Linked DNA regions of Xenopus laevis: region 2 is linked to region 1. A link is a contact called in public Hi-C data. All regions are on one chromosome and are shown on one strand. The core of a region is the stretch at or near the end of the contact, and the rest is flanking DNA. Distances in the headings are between cores, read along the strand shown. Region 1 overlaps krt70.S (keratin 70 S homeolog). Region 2 holds the start of krt20.S (keratin, type I cytoskeletal 19).

The links. A called contact is a pair of places that touch in the nucleus more often than the background predicts.
Region 2: a contact with region 1 is called in a Hi-C map of the XL177 cell line, with 2.7 times the contacts expected there. The contact joins the promoter of krt20.S here to the enhancer-like site in region 1. A contact is called at or near these places in 2 of 4 Hi-C or Micro-C datasets (the XL177 cell line and the XTC cell line).

The regions. Positions count from the first base shown.
Region 1 is chr9_10S:965,789-972,971 of Xenopus_laevis_v10.1, reverse strand. It overlaps krt70.S (keratin 70 S homeolog), which reads right to left. Exons shown (of 9, transcript NM_001087819.1): 2 at 7,176-7,183; 3 at 6,839-6,921; 4 at 6,317-6,473; 5 at 6,029-6,190; 6 at 5,690-5,815; 7 at 5,283-5,503; 8 at 5,156-5,181; 9 at 4,385-4,738. The coding sequence ends at 4,614. It also overlaps the pseudogene LOC108702470. Among protein-coding and RNA genes, the nearest start is that of krt70.S, 4.6 kb to the right of the region's middle. Within about 2 kb of position 3,276, at least 6 of the 7 cell types and tissues checked have an H3K27ac peak or open chromatin away from gene starts, as enhancers often do.
Region 2 is chr9_10S:1,142,091-1,149,273 of Xenopus_laevis_v10.1, reverse strand. krt20.S (keratin, type I cytoskeletal 19) reads left to right here and starts at 4,757. Exons shown (of 8, transcript XM_018237948.2): 1 at 4,757-5,240; 2 at 6,395-6,477. The coding sequence starts at 4,812.

The DNA.
Region 1 (7,183 bases), core at 2,027-4,526:
GCTTTGATCTGAGACATTCGTTTCCTTTCAAATGCTAATGAATAGAATTACTCTGTATTTGCCGGGTTATGGCAGTGAATAAACATTAGCCTTGTGTATAACATATTCATCCCCAAGAGCGCCGATTCCAGCAAGGAGACAATTAGCAGGTTGTATAGTAACAAAACTCCAACGCAAGTTGCTCAGTGTGACTTTTCTAATAAACGTTACAATAAAATATGTACATGAGAAACTCCATTCAGTAGAGGCTCTAACTGGCTAAGAAAGCAACTCTCTTGGCAACATTATCAGCGCCATATTTTTGGATCAGCCTTTTCTGAGTCTCTGCATCAGCTTTCTGCAATTCCAGGTCATCCTTCCTCATCCATATGGGAAAACCATCAGGCCGAGATCCAGTCCGGAGGAAATGCCTTGTGGCCGACAGTTCGCCGTTATTTTTGAGTAGAGCTTGAGTGACATCACGCAGGCGGAGTTTGAACTCTGACATCATGCCAAGCAAAGCTTCTTGAAGACCTTCACTCTCAGAATCATCTGGACTTGAAGAAACTTCATCCACTTGGGACTGAGTGTCAGAGCCGGGGGGATCCTCACCCATCACAAACTCTCTAAGACTGAAGCTCCTTGTGGGCACCTCTGGGGTATCCTCCACCTGTAACATAGAAAATATTGTACTAATGAATATAGAGGTGGCCTTACATTGTAGTCATTTGCAAAAAATTTGAGGTTTAGTTAAAGTTCAAGGAAAAAGCCTATGATTATGGATAGGGTTGCACCGAATGCACTATTTTGGATTAGGCCGAAACCCTGAATTCATCGTGAAAGATTCGGCCGAATACTGAACTGAATCCTAATTTGCATAAGTAAATTAGAGGTGGGAAGGGGGAAACTTTTTTACTTCCTTGTTTTGTGACAAAGTCATGTGATTTCCCTCCCCGCCCCTAAATTGCATATGCAAATTAGGATTCGGATTTAGTTTGGCCCGGGCAGAAGGATTTGGGCGAATTCGGATACTGCTGAAAACGGCCGATTCCCGAACCGGTTTGGTGTATCCCTAATTATAGGCATGGGGCACACGTTAGGCCTGGTGTCCTGAGCTTAATACTAAAGTATACTGTTGTCTTACTATAGAGTGCTCCTTTAATGGAGAACTAAACCCCCCCGAGATATACACTAATAGCCCTCTCAACTGCCCCCTCTGATCTGCTTCTTGCGCTCAGGAATCCCAATAGGAGGGCTAATATAAGTAATACACTGTGTGGGACAGAGAGGTAAAGGGGGCAGATGGAGAGCAGTTGAAGGGGGGTTTATTCTCCATTAAGGTGGCCATACATGAGCACATTTAAGCATCTGATTGGATCATTTAGACCAGGGATCCCCAACCTTTACAACCCGTGAGCAACATTCAGAAGTAAAAGGAGTTGAGGAGCAACACTAGCATGAAATATGTTCTTGGGGTGCCAAATAAGTGCTGTGATTAGCTCAGATTAGCTGATATCGCTGGATATATCGGGGGGAAGACCCACTTGTTTGTTAGACCTCTCCGAACGAGCGGATCTTATAGTGTACGGCCACTTTCAAACCAAGAAATATGTAATCGCTGTACATTGGTCAGTAATTAATGTCCATTGGTCAATAATTAATGTAAATTGGTCAGTAATTCATGTCAATTGGTGAGTAATTGCTAGTGATGAGTTTCATACCTCAAATTCCATGTTGGAATGAAAATATGAGTAAATCTGGCCCGTCTTCCTGATTGGCTTTCGCTGCTCCAATCACAACTTCTTTCCTCTTTATCTCACTGGATTTCTTTTGCCCTGAAAATCAGATCCGGGTGACGTGAGCCAAGCGGAGCTTCAGCAGCTAAAGGGTTCATGAATATTCTGTTTATTAAACACACAGGAGACTTTCACCCATTCACCCGGGTTTGATTGGATCCAGTCCAGGCATTTTCATGGGAAACCTGCCGGTTGGGAGTTATTACTGGAAAACATTATATTTAGGGATAGATTTAGGTCAAATATTTACCTACTTCCCCTGTGCTGAAGTCTTTAGAGATTGAACACTTGCTGCCGCCATTTAGACTATTTATTTTAAAGTATTTACATTTATTCTTCTGCAACTCTCAGGCTTGAAAATGCAATGGCTATCAGGTTGCTACGGCTTAATAAGCCTAGCAACCAGTCAATTAGAAAGGAAGGTCTGTAGGTGAAGGCCTGAGAATGGGAGGTCTCTAGTGCCCCTTTCAGCAGCGCCTGATTGTTCTGAACACACTTTTGTAGAAGACTCATCTGTGCTTCATTTGTCACAGCTTTTCCCCCCAGAGAGGGATATTCCGAGACAATTTGCAATTGGTTTTATTGTGGTTTTTGAGCTATTGGGCTCTTTATTCAGCAGCTCTCCAGTTTGCAGTTTCTATAATCTGGTTGCTAGGGCTCTACCCTAGCAACCATGCACTAATTTGAATAAGAGACTGGAATATGAATAGGAGAGGCCTGAATAGAAAGATGAAAGATTTCAGCAAATAGCTGGTTGCTAAGGCCCAAATTCCCAGAGTAACCAGGCACTGATTTGAATAAGAGACAGGAATATGAATAGGAGAGGCCTGAATAGAAAGATGAAAGATTTCAGCAGGTATCTGGTTGCTAAGGTCCAAATTCCCCTAGCAACCATGCATTGATATGAATAATAGACTAAAATATGAATAGGAGAGGCCTGAAAAGAAAGATGAGGAATAAAAAGTAACAATAACAATACATTTGTAGCCTTACAGAGCATTTGTTTTTTACATGGGGTCAGTGACCCCCATTGAAAGCTGGAAAGAGTCAGAAGAAGAAAAAGGCAAATAGTTCAGAAACTATAAAAAGTAAACAAAGAAGACCAATGGGAAGGTTGCTTGGAATTGGCCATTGTACAAGGAAGTAACACAGAGACTAATAACAGAACAAGACAGTGACTGCTGAAGCCACTCTTTCCTTTTAGTTTAGAGCAGGAGGAGCTAATCAGGCTGAACCTTCCGGTTTGGGTGAAACCATTCACACTGGTGTGTGGGGGGGGGAGGCGTCTATATAAATAAGCAGCCAGTAGCAGGACTAGAGAAATATAGTTGTGCACACTGTGCCAGTCACATTTACTCTTACCAACAAACAGTCCGTTGTGGGATCATTTGCTCAGCAAATCCTTCAGGCTGCAGGGTAACGGCACCCTATTCTCCCCCCTAATAGGAAATAAACAGCGACTCGTCTGCGCTGCGGCAGGGGAATCCAATGTGGCCGCTCAGGTGTCAGTCACGTGGTTGCAGAAGTGGATTATGGGAGATGGAGTGGGCGGGGCTGGAGCCAGTGTTGAGTGTGAGGAGAAGCAGTTGTGTCAAATCACTTTCCTACACATACACATTTCTATAAAAGTTGTTTTATTGTCAAGACTCTTTGTAAAGGCACATATTTATTGTATGTTGAGAATCTGTTACTTGTTTGCCCCACATTCTCCTGTTTTAAGTGGAAATCAGAACCAGACATTTTTTACTTCATTGGCCACTAGGGTGGCCACCTGGCCACTGTTTTACAGGCCTGACCAGTAAAAATCCTGACTGATCCCAATGTTATTAATAGGGAAAAAAGTTAAATATATAGGAAGGCCAGTATTTTTTCCACAAAAGGTGGCAACCCTATTGGCCGTGTGTCTATTATATTGGCCATGATTCCCGTTCCTCTGCCCCAAACCCCCCACAATGTCACGTCACTCCCACCTACTGTTTTACCTCAGCTCCGTGTATATCAGTGCTGGGAGTAACCCCTATTGTCACACCGACACCCTAACCCTGAACCAAGGGACTTAAACTGAGGTATCACAGGACTCGGGGCACCATTAAGCTCATTCATGACAACACTAATCATTTGGCCATAACTGAGCAGAGTCTAAACCTACGTCAGTGTCGGACTGGACCACCGGGATAACAGTGGAACTTCTTGCTTCTAAACATTTGGCCTATTTCATGCTCCTTCCCTTCTTTATGGGAAAAAGAGGCTTAATACTGGAAGAATAGAGTAAGTAGATATAAAAGACTAGTAAATAAAGAGTTTGAGTGAGGAGGAATAATAGTTTGGAAAGTGGGTCTAAGGTTTTCTGGTGACCCCTGACACCCCAGTCCGACACTGCCCTACATTTATGAGCCAACGTGAGCCAGCAATCCAGGCTTTATCATTCTATTCTAGAGATAAGCATTTGTTGTGGAGAACCAGCTCGTGCGTTTGAAACACACACATTATGAATTTGTGACCTTGTGCCCCCCGTGTATAAGTCCATGCATAGTAAATGTGCATTTCATAGCAATCTGTATACTAGTACCACTATACTGGAGGGAAAACAAACCAGAAGGAAAAAGTCATTTTCACTTGAAATTCTTTATTCGGATGCGTTATCCCTAAGGAAGAGTCAAACATAGACATATGCCGGATTTGGCATCACCCACTGACATTTATTTTTCTTTACGCTCTCTTTTGTCATATTATAAACGTAGCTACAATTGGCGACATTTTACTGTCAAACTTCTTGGTTGACTTCAATTCTTCTATTGCCCTTCCTCAGGTACACGCTCTTCAATCTCAAGATTCTCTTTAGGATGTTTCAGTCAATTCCTCAACTCTAGAAGAGACCACTTTCCCGTCAACGACTTCTTCAATCACAGTCTTCACCTTTTTGATGGAACTCGAGCTCTGCTCTTTACTGACGATGGTAACAGCTGAAACAAACAAAGGAAAGTCAGTGTTGATCAGATTGTACCATGAGTTGAACTAAGTCAAGGATAAGCTGAAATGATGTTCTGAGGTCAATTTGCCTTAACGGATGTGCATCCAAACAGGAACACTCTAGAGACAATACTATTAACCTTTGTACAGGTTATTGAAGAACATTATTGGCTGCATATTTATTGTTTCTCAATGGGCCACCTGAAGCATCTCAGGCAGTTTGTCCAAGTTGGAAACAATGAAACCTATTCAATTTTCCAGATTTGACCATAGCTTTTAAAGCACATCCCACTTCTCAGTATGAACTTTTTTTTAGCATTTATTGTGACCAGTGGGAGCATGCTACTATTATCTATGATACAATATACATCTCACATTCCTTCAATAAGAAGTATTACCAAATGGCTTACCTTTCTGTGTTTCAGTCTGGGAAAATCTAAAAACAGAATAAAAAAAGACAATGTAAGTTTGGCATACTGAGTAGTTATAGCAATAAAACAAGACTGTGCAAAGATACAGGTAATCAGGACCCCTTACCTGGTGTCTTCTCCTTCCAGTAGGCGTCTGTAGGTGGCAATTTCCATTTCCAGTCTTGTCTTGGCATCTAGCAACCTCTTATACTCCAAAGACTGGTGGTCGGCATCTGACCGTAAGTTTTGAAGCTCCATTTCCACTTGTGTGATCATCGCCTGCAGATGGTTGAGCTGAGCCCTGTATTGGGCCTCGGTTTCTGCCAAAGTCCCTTCCAGTGCCCCTTTCTATAATCGAGAGAAATATATTAGAGAGATATAATATAATGCATGTAGATGAGTAGAAGTAAATATTAGGCAAGGTAAAGGCAGCCTGTAATAACAAGAACAATTGTCTTACGTCTCATAAAGGTTTAACATTTAAAGTGTTTTTTGTTACAATATATTTATGTAGCAATTCTAATGCACACTCACCATGCTCAAGAGAGACTGAAGTTCAATCTCCAAGCTTTGTATTGTGCGTTTCAGGTCTGTAATTGCTGTCTTAGATGTCTGGAGAGCAGCTGTGTTGGTGGCAACTTCATGGTTGAGATTTTCACTCTGTTAAAAAGAAAAAAGGGAAACGTCAGTGCCACGAATCAGAAGATAAGATTCATAACCCCAAAGACATTACACCCCAAGTTCCATGAGCCCTTGAAAATGTCTTTGGGCACAATGGTTGAATCTAAGTCTGGTAGGTGAAGGGACTTCTGTAAGAAGGAAAACACTATAAATATTAATGAGAACCTAACTATCTTTCAAAAGCCTTCTTACCTGTCCTTTGTAACAGGCTTCCAACTCCTGGCGGTTCTTCTCCATCATACTTTCATACTGAGACCTCACATCAGTCATGATCTGTGCCAGATCCACAGGAGGAGCAGAATCTACCTGTACGTCCACATTGCCTCTAGCACTGCTACGAACAACAGCAAGTTCCTGGAACACAATCAGAATTTAAAAAATGAATGAATGTGGATTCAATTTCTCTTTCTTTTTAGCAGGAGAAAAATATCTTTTTTTTTGCATAATAGACATTAGATATAATAGATGAAGCAGCCATACCTCTTCATGATTTTTCTTTAGGTAGATCAGCTCTTCCTTCAGACTTTCAATCTCCAACTCCAGGTCTGTTTTATTGAGGGTCAGCTCATCAAGGACTCTGCGCAGTCCAACTATGTCACTTTCTGCTCCAGTCCTAATGGCCATCTCCGACTCATACCTGTCAGGGGTACAAACTGTGGTTACTGAAGGCCAGACCTGCACTTAGTGTTTGGTATATATGTTGGTTATTTCTGCTTCCTTTTGAATTAATAAACAGCATTATGATATTAACTCAAAGTTTCCTAAATAGTACACATCTGCCTGTTTTTTTCTGGTTTGTCCTGCTTTTCAAACCCAGAAAGCACAAACTGAAACCAGGCTATCTAGTTCTAACTTTGGCAAGTGGTAACTCTACATGGCCATGGTTCCAATCACAAACTCCCTTACATTTAATACATTATACATAAAACTCTAAGTTTGTGTGGTTTGTTGTTCTATTCACCCATGGAGTTGATCATTACAGCATCAGAGTAGATCACTTACTTGATTTTGAAGTCATCGGCTGCCAGCTTGGCATTATCTATACTGAGGACCAGCCTGGTATTGTCAATGGTTGCATCATTGATCTGTAAGAGGAAACAAGACATGCTAAGTTTTGTACCTAAAATGACTAATACACAATAAAACCTCTTTAGCAAATAGATAAAGAAATTCAGTGGGGGCATTTACAGTATGTTACTAAAGAAATTCCTATTTGCACATTTGTGGTTTCATTGTGATGCCACAAAGAAGGATGTACTGTAAAAAAATATCTTTAGTCCACACTGAGCAATGTGCTGTAGTGGAAAAGCCAGTAAGTCCACAAAGCAATTCAAGTTACCTGGGAGC
Region 2 (7,183 bases), core at 3,508-6,007, 170 kb before region 1:
ATAATAGACATGGTCAAAGAGCATGGCCAAAAGTTGTTTTAGTGCATTCCAATTCATGTTCAGTGATAGGCAGTGAGGCTTGAAGTCACCGTTTGCCCAATTAATGTCACGGCATCTGCATAGGGAAAAGATTGCATTGTGAAAATAATGGATTAGAAAATGAAAGTAGCATTTTTTAAGTACATTATGCAAATCATAATGTTCTATGTCCAATTTAAATTCATGTTGGTGCCAAGTTAGAATTTGGCCAAAATAACTTGTCAATGGAGCTTTCATGTGTTCTCCTCCAGTTTGTTGTGTTCTAGGCCCATTATGTTCTGCTCTATGGCCTACGTCCTACTCTTGGTTCCTCAAAACCAAAAGTGAGGATCTAATTCTCATCTTATACTTGGGTAATGAGTTGCAGAGGGTTCCAGGCCAGGAGTGCTTGCGTATAGAGCTTTAGCAGCTGCCTCTGTCCTCAACCTGCACGGCTGTCTTCCTTAAATAGAACATATTGTATCACTTTTCAACAGTCTAATCCCAAAGCAAAACCCACTTATCACCAGCTGTCCATTTTATCCATTTGTAGTACCAACATGAGAAATAAGAAAGAGTGCTAATATTTATATCCCATTACTGAGAAACCTGAGTCAAAGGATATAAATGGTAGTTTGTGGGAAAACCTCAAGTCAAATATGTACAAAGTGATTTTTGGAAAATAGGAAAATAGTCTGGTGTTTTGTGAATTGCTAATATTTTGCTCCATGTATATTCTTTCTAAGGGCCTGTACCCCAGTGCTTTTCTGCTCATGATTGTGCTTCATACAAGAAATCATCTATATTTGTATTTAGTGTATAAAATAATGAATACCTTTTATTGTCTCCTCTTGGAAAACATAAAGGGTTTCTAAACCTGGAAGGAAGAGTAAGAATGATTGAAAAAGGATCCACCATTAAGTCAAAGCAGAGTAGGAAATAGTAAGAGAGAACCTTAGATGAACAGGAGCAAGTATCAGTTCCGTGTGATAATTCTCAGTTACCATAATGGAAGCAAAGTTCTCAAGTCAATAGACTTATGACTGTTGCAGCCGCAGCCCTGTCTGTAATAAGTCACCCTAATGTGTATCTTTGTTATCAAAGCAAATCATAGATCTGTCTGGAAAGCAGAATATAATATTCAGATTCCATCGTTATCCTGTAGTTAGTCTGTGAGATGTCACACTATCAGCCCCAACAAGCACCTGTCCCACAGCAGCATCACCTGCCCATGAACCTGATCATCACGATGATCTTTCCACCTGTGGATCCTGATTTAGGGTCATAATGGAACCTTTATAAAGATTTTTATAAAAGTACAAGGTTAAATAGATTGCAAGCCTTTAAGTCAATGATTAAATCACATGATGCTAGGACATGTGAATCTTTTTGCCACTGAAAAGCAGTCAAAGTTTTTGACATGAACGTTGCTAATTTTTTTCCCAAGAGCTCCTGTGTCCTATTGAATTGTGACATGAGATACCTTCAGCTTTTCAAGCACATTCCTTATATATTGTACCGTTGTTTTGTGTCCGGTGCCCCTTTCATACAGAGATAATAGTTTACACAAGATAAGTACTGGGCAAAGTTCAAGTTTCTCTGCAGCCAGGAAAAGGCTGTTCCGCCATGTGAAGCTAAAGGCATCTACACCTTGAAGCACATTACTTACACCCAATTAAGCCACTATAGAATTCAGCCGATCTGTCATACTCTATTGTGGAAAGGCACTTCTATTGGCCTTGGAGGACACAACGAGAGTTGGTAGCACCAAAATATATGTTTACTGTTGGTACCACTTAAACTTAGTATTTCTTACCTTCCAAACCTCTAAGGGCACCACTGGGGATTGTGTTCCCATTATGCCTGCTAGTGTCCTGTCCCTGGGCTGGGATATCTATGTGGATAGTCCATTAGGACAATGGACAACTCATGAGTCAACTTTTATACATACATCTGACCTGTACCATGAAGATGGAATGGAAACTCAATCTGTTGCTCTGCTTGAAGCCTAGAAGTATAAAAGAGAGTTGGGTGACTTGAGCAGTATTGATATATATGTGTAAACCAGATCTTCCTTATGGGGTGAGGGCCTAAAAAAAGGTTTTTCCTGTGGGCCCCAGAACTTCCGTCAGGCTATGTTGTTGTTTAAATGGTTTGCTGTGGTCTATAACGGCTTCAAAAAAGTTCTTTTGGCAGAGAAGGAGAAATGGTTGACTGCCAAGTAAAACAACCTTTGTTCTCCTGACGCCAACTGATTTACACGTATGCATGTGCCAATGATGAATGAAATATGTAATGCTTCATTTATTCTGTGCCTACCTGCCATATGCTTTGTCCTCTTCATTTAAAACCCCAATGTTTATGTATCTCTGTGTGCAACACATTTCGCCCCAAGTAATAGCTTTTTGGTGTTTATAATGTTACAGGCCAACGGCAGAAATAAACCTGGTTCTCTTTGGTTCTGTACCTGACAAAACATTGCTTTATAGAGCTCACATGATGACATAGGGCAGCAAGACTGGGTAACATTTCACTGGACCCCATCTTTTGCGCTACTGTTTGAAATATCCTACACCTATTCCGTTCTGCATTGGCTACTGTTTTATACCATAGTGGTGTGTTCTGCTTATAAAAATGCATTCTTCTCTCAGAAGGGATGGATGGGCCATAAAGTGATCAGCCACTGCAAACCATTTGTAAACACTGAAAAGTGTCTACTGCTTCCTAGTTATATAGCAGTTAGAGATAAATACACGATTTACCCGGAATAAAGTATCTACTGGGTAAGTGAATAGAAATAGGGGCGGTATGGAGAATATCATTTTTAATGGTGAATCCTAAATAAGACATTGCAACTTAGAGAGTTTTTCTGAGAACAAGATGCTACTGACCTTGAACTAAGGTAAATTCCTTGCACGGACAGTTCTTATCCAAGCAAATGATGGACACAGCTCCTTGGAATAAGGATTGCTCAAGGGTGAAGGCAGATGGATCCAATGTCTCAATGGAGTGAATGGATGACACTTGTTGCAAGGTTGTTCTTGGTTATTAGCTGCTCTGTTGACATTACTCAGGCACTTCAGGCAAAGTAAAATGTGAAGTTATAATTTTGGGTTGGAAATCCCCTATTAAATAGGGCAATTCATATGAGCGCAAGAAATGAATTAGCTCGTAGGCATGTGCATAGTAGAAGTAATGTGTCAATGAATGTTCTTTTATAAATCATTTATAAAAAAAAAAAAGACTTACAGTATATTGGCTTGGTTTGAGAAAGTCATTGGGGATATTTCAGAGAGAAGATTGTGGAAGGAGAACACAAATCTACAAAGGAAGTGTAGACACATTTCTGTCTGGGAATTAAAAACGTATTGTTTCATGGTGACGTATTTGAAAGTTACCAGGATCCCTTATAGATCTTAGTTGGTTGGTTTGATAAGTGGTTACTAAACAGAATGTCCACCAAAGAGTCCATATTTTCTCTGACTCATCCATTTCTATGTCTAAAATCACCCTTCCCTTACATTAAGGGGCCCATTTACTTAGCTCGAGTGAAGGAATAAAAGAAAAAATACTTCGAATTTCGAATGGCTACTTCGACCATCGAATTGGCTACTTCGACCTTCGACTACGACTTCGACTTCGAATCGAACAATTTGAATTAAAAATCATTTGACTATTCGACCATTCGATGGTCGAAGTACTGTCTCTTTAAAAAATACTTCGACCTCCTAGTTCGCCACCTAAAACCTACCGAGGCCAATGTTAGCCTATGGGGAAGGTCCCCATAGGCTTCCTAACAATTTTCTGATCTAAGGAATATCCTTCGAACGATGGATTAAAATCCTTCGAATCATTCGATTCGAAGGATTTAATCATTCGATCGAACGATTATTCCTTCGATCGTTCGATCGTAGGAATATCGGTAAATCCTTCGACTTCGATATTCGAAGTCGAAGGATTTACATTCGGCAGTCGAATATCGAGGGTCAATTAACCCTTGATATTCGATCCTATGTAAATCTGCCCCTTATTGTTATGCTGGGTTGGCAAGAATACAGAGTTTATAACCAATCCTACATCCTGAGGCTTTTTAGCCCAAAACCCTCGTATATATTGGTGTTATCACCTTCTCTGACTCATTGAGCATAGGTTACTGGTAAAGTTGTTGGACTTTAGAACTGCAGAACTTGGCTGAGGGTTTCTTCTTGGCTCTGCTGATCCGATTATTTGCAGTTGGTCATTTAATTTCATGTACCTTAACATTGGATACCCCTTTTGTCATTGGTTTCCATGGCTATCAATGCAAGTTAAAAGGCAGTTTATTTTCTCTCCACACACAACAAAATCACTTCCCTACACACCAGCGAATCACTCAGCATTTGTGTAATGTCCTCACTTGTTCCTAAACACAAAATCCTTCATGCCTATTAATTGGATATGAAAAATCAAGCTTATAAAAAGTAGGTAGCGCTGAGAAGCTTAAAAGGTAAAAATGAGTTTAGAATAGACATGAACAAACACTAACTTATATGATACACTAAAACAGACATTTTACTACAGGACCTTAATCCAAAGTGAGTGAGCAAACCATACAAAGGTGTTTTTTCAGCAATCTTTACCTTTCAGCTTTATCAGGTTCTGATACGGGTAGAGCCATGTCTTAATGGACTGGGAGGAGCTGCTAATCTTGACTGTGTGTGTGTGTATATAAATATAGCTCCACAGATCCCAATTGTGCCCAGGTTTGCTTAGCCTCACAAGTGTTCGAATTTGCTACTAAGATACAGTCCACCATGGCGAACATGTACAGGACAATTTCCGTAGAGAGAGGAACCTCATCGGCAGGTGGAAACTACAGCAGACTCCACTCACCAAGGCATACTGGAAGCGTCTATGCCGGAGCTGGAGGCTATGGTACTAAAATTTCAAAAAGCTCAACCTATGGTGGTGGCTATGGTGGAGGTTACAGTGGTGGCTATGGTGGTGGTAGCAGCAGCTTGTTGATCAATACCAACAGTGATATCTTGCTCAATGGCAATGAGAAACACACCATGCAGAACTTGAATGATCGTTTGGCCACCTACCTGGACAAAGTACGCTCCTTGGAGAAGGCCAATTCTCAGATAGAACTACAGATCAAGGATTGGTACGGCAAGAATTCTGGTGTGGGGCAGAAGGATTATCAAGACTACTACAAGACCATTGAGGATCTAAAAACTGAGGTGAGACATTTGAAGCTCGAAATTGTTAGAAACGACTAAGTTTTTGGTAGAGTATTGGTCTTTTTGTATTTCATTTATTGTTTTCAACAAAATTAAAATACATGTGTGCCTCTCCCCATCCACCTTTCATGATTACAGCACTGTTGAGTACAAGTAGTGCTGTATTGATGGGGTGACCATGGGTCTCTGCACTCCAGAGTGTGTCCCTTTGTGCTCATTTCCTAATCATCGCTGGTCACTGTACTCTGCACTGTGCGCTGGATGGAAAATTTGGTGCTCAGTGAAGACCACAGCCTTAGGGCAGGCGGTAATGATAGGGCCCCAATGCTGACAGCATGTCACCAGTATCACACACCCCATGAAAACTGCAGTTATCAGAAACAAATATTTAGTGAAACTGAATATCTGAAGGTTGCGTCATCTCTAGCTGTAGGAAGAGATAATGCCATTTGCCATTGCCACAACTGAACTTTGCTATATGACACAACTGCAGAAGAATGAACACTAAAACAATATCTAAAAATAAGGACAAGAACACCCTTTGTAAACCTAGGAGAAGTAATAAATTGATAAATGACCAACAACGAGGTGTTGCACGGAGAAGACGCTAAAACAACAAGAAACAAGGCAACAGTTGTCAAGCCAAATACAACTCTTTATGGTTTCAAATAGTAATAGATCAGCAGACTCGAGATAAATTCATTGATTGCATCAATTACTATTGATAATTAAATTCCCTTTGCTGTCATTATCTTTTGAAGTGTTTGCAGGTATACGAGGTATAACTCTTAAAACATATAAAACCAAATATTCTGTCTAATTGTTATGAGTTTTATTAAAATATGAAACACTTAAGCTTAAAACCCTACTAGATATCAATTTCATACTACAAATCTAATTGGCATTTCTGACCAGCAGTTCCCAAAGACATGTCTTGGGTGGTTTCTCTGGGCTAATGCTGAATATTGAAGACCTGAGGGGGTCATTTACAAATGTCCCTCATGCAAGAGAACTTAGATGATCAAAATTACACCCCTTAGTGCTAAGCAGCATATGTATAGGGTAACTGTTGAATTTGTCAAAACATTTTATGGAGGATTTTCACAACTTTGATCTCTCCTGGTGATAATGGCTAAAGTATCTTACCTTTTCAGATTTTGAACAGAACCATGGTCAATGCTGAAATCCTGCTGAATATAGACAATGCTAAGCTGGCTGCAGCGGACTTCAGACTCAAGTAGGCATTATCACCTTTGCCATGATATCTGCTTTGCAATTAGATCAAGGGCTCAGATAAGGGTCGCTAACCTATGTAAAATATTTCACTAAGAGAAAGATACCAAGCTGTACCTCAAAAGTAAAACATCTTTAGATCTTGGTGCTCATCCTTCTGAAGAAGTCCTTTGACCTCCTTTGCTGAGGCAAAGGTTAACGTATCCATCTCCATCTCTTGGGCATATTGGGTTTTGATTAGTTGGACTTTGTTGACCATATTGGTTGGAGAACACGTATTTTCCATTCACCTCAGCACTGATTTGAGATAAGCATCACCAGCAGTGATCAGTGACTAGCAGGGATCAGACAAGGGCAAAGGAATTGAAGTCAATGTGTTCACCAGAGAGTGTAAATATACAGTAGTTAATATAGACTTATAGCTAGAGACAAATGTGAAATACAGTTGAAAACAGCTTTTTTATTATTAACAAGTTCAGCTGATCTTAGCTGTAGGTAGAAAATGTGCATGACTAAATTGCCATAAAGGTGGACAATCCATTTGAAAGACAAAATGTTGTTTCAACATTTTTTGGGGTATTCTGCATTACATAAAAAACAACATATTTGTTAGGCGTGCCAAGGGACCAGAATTTTTGCTCACTGCTGATCCATCATTGGAGTGTGTGTCGTAGCGCAAGTCTTGATCAAAGTTTTTGTCATTTCCTTGT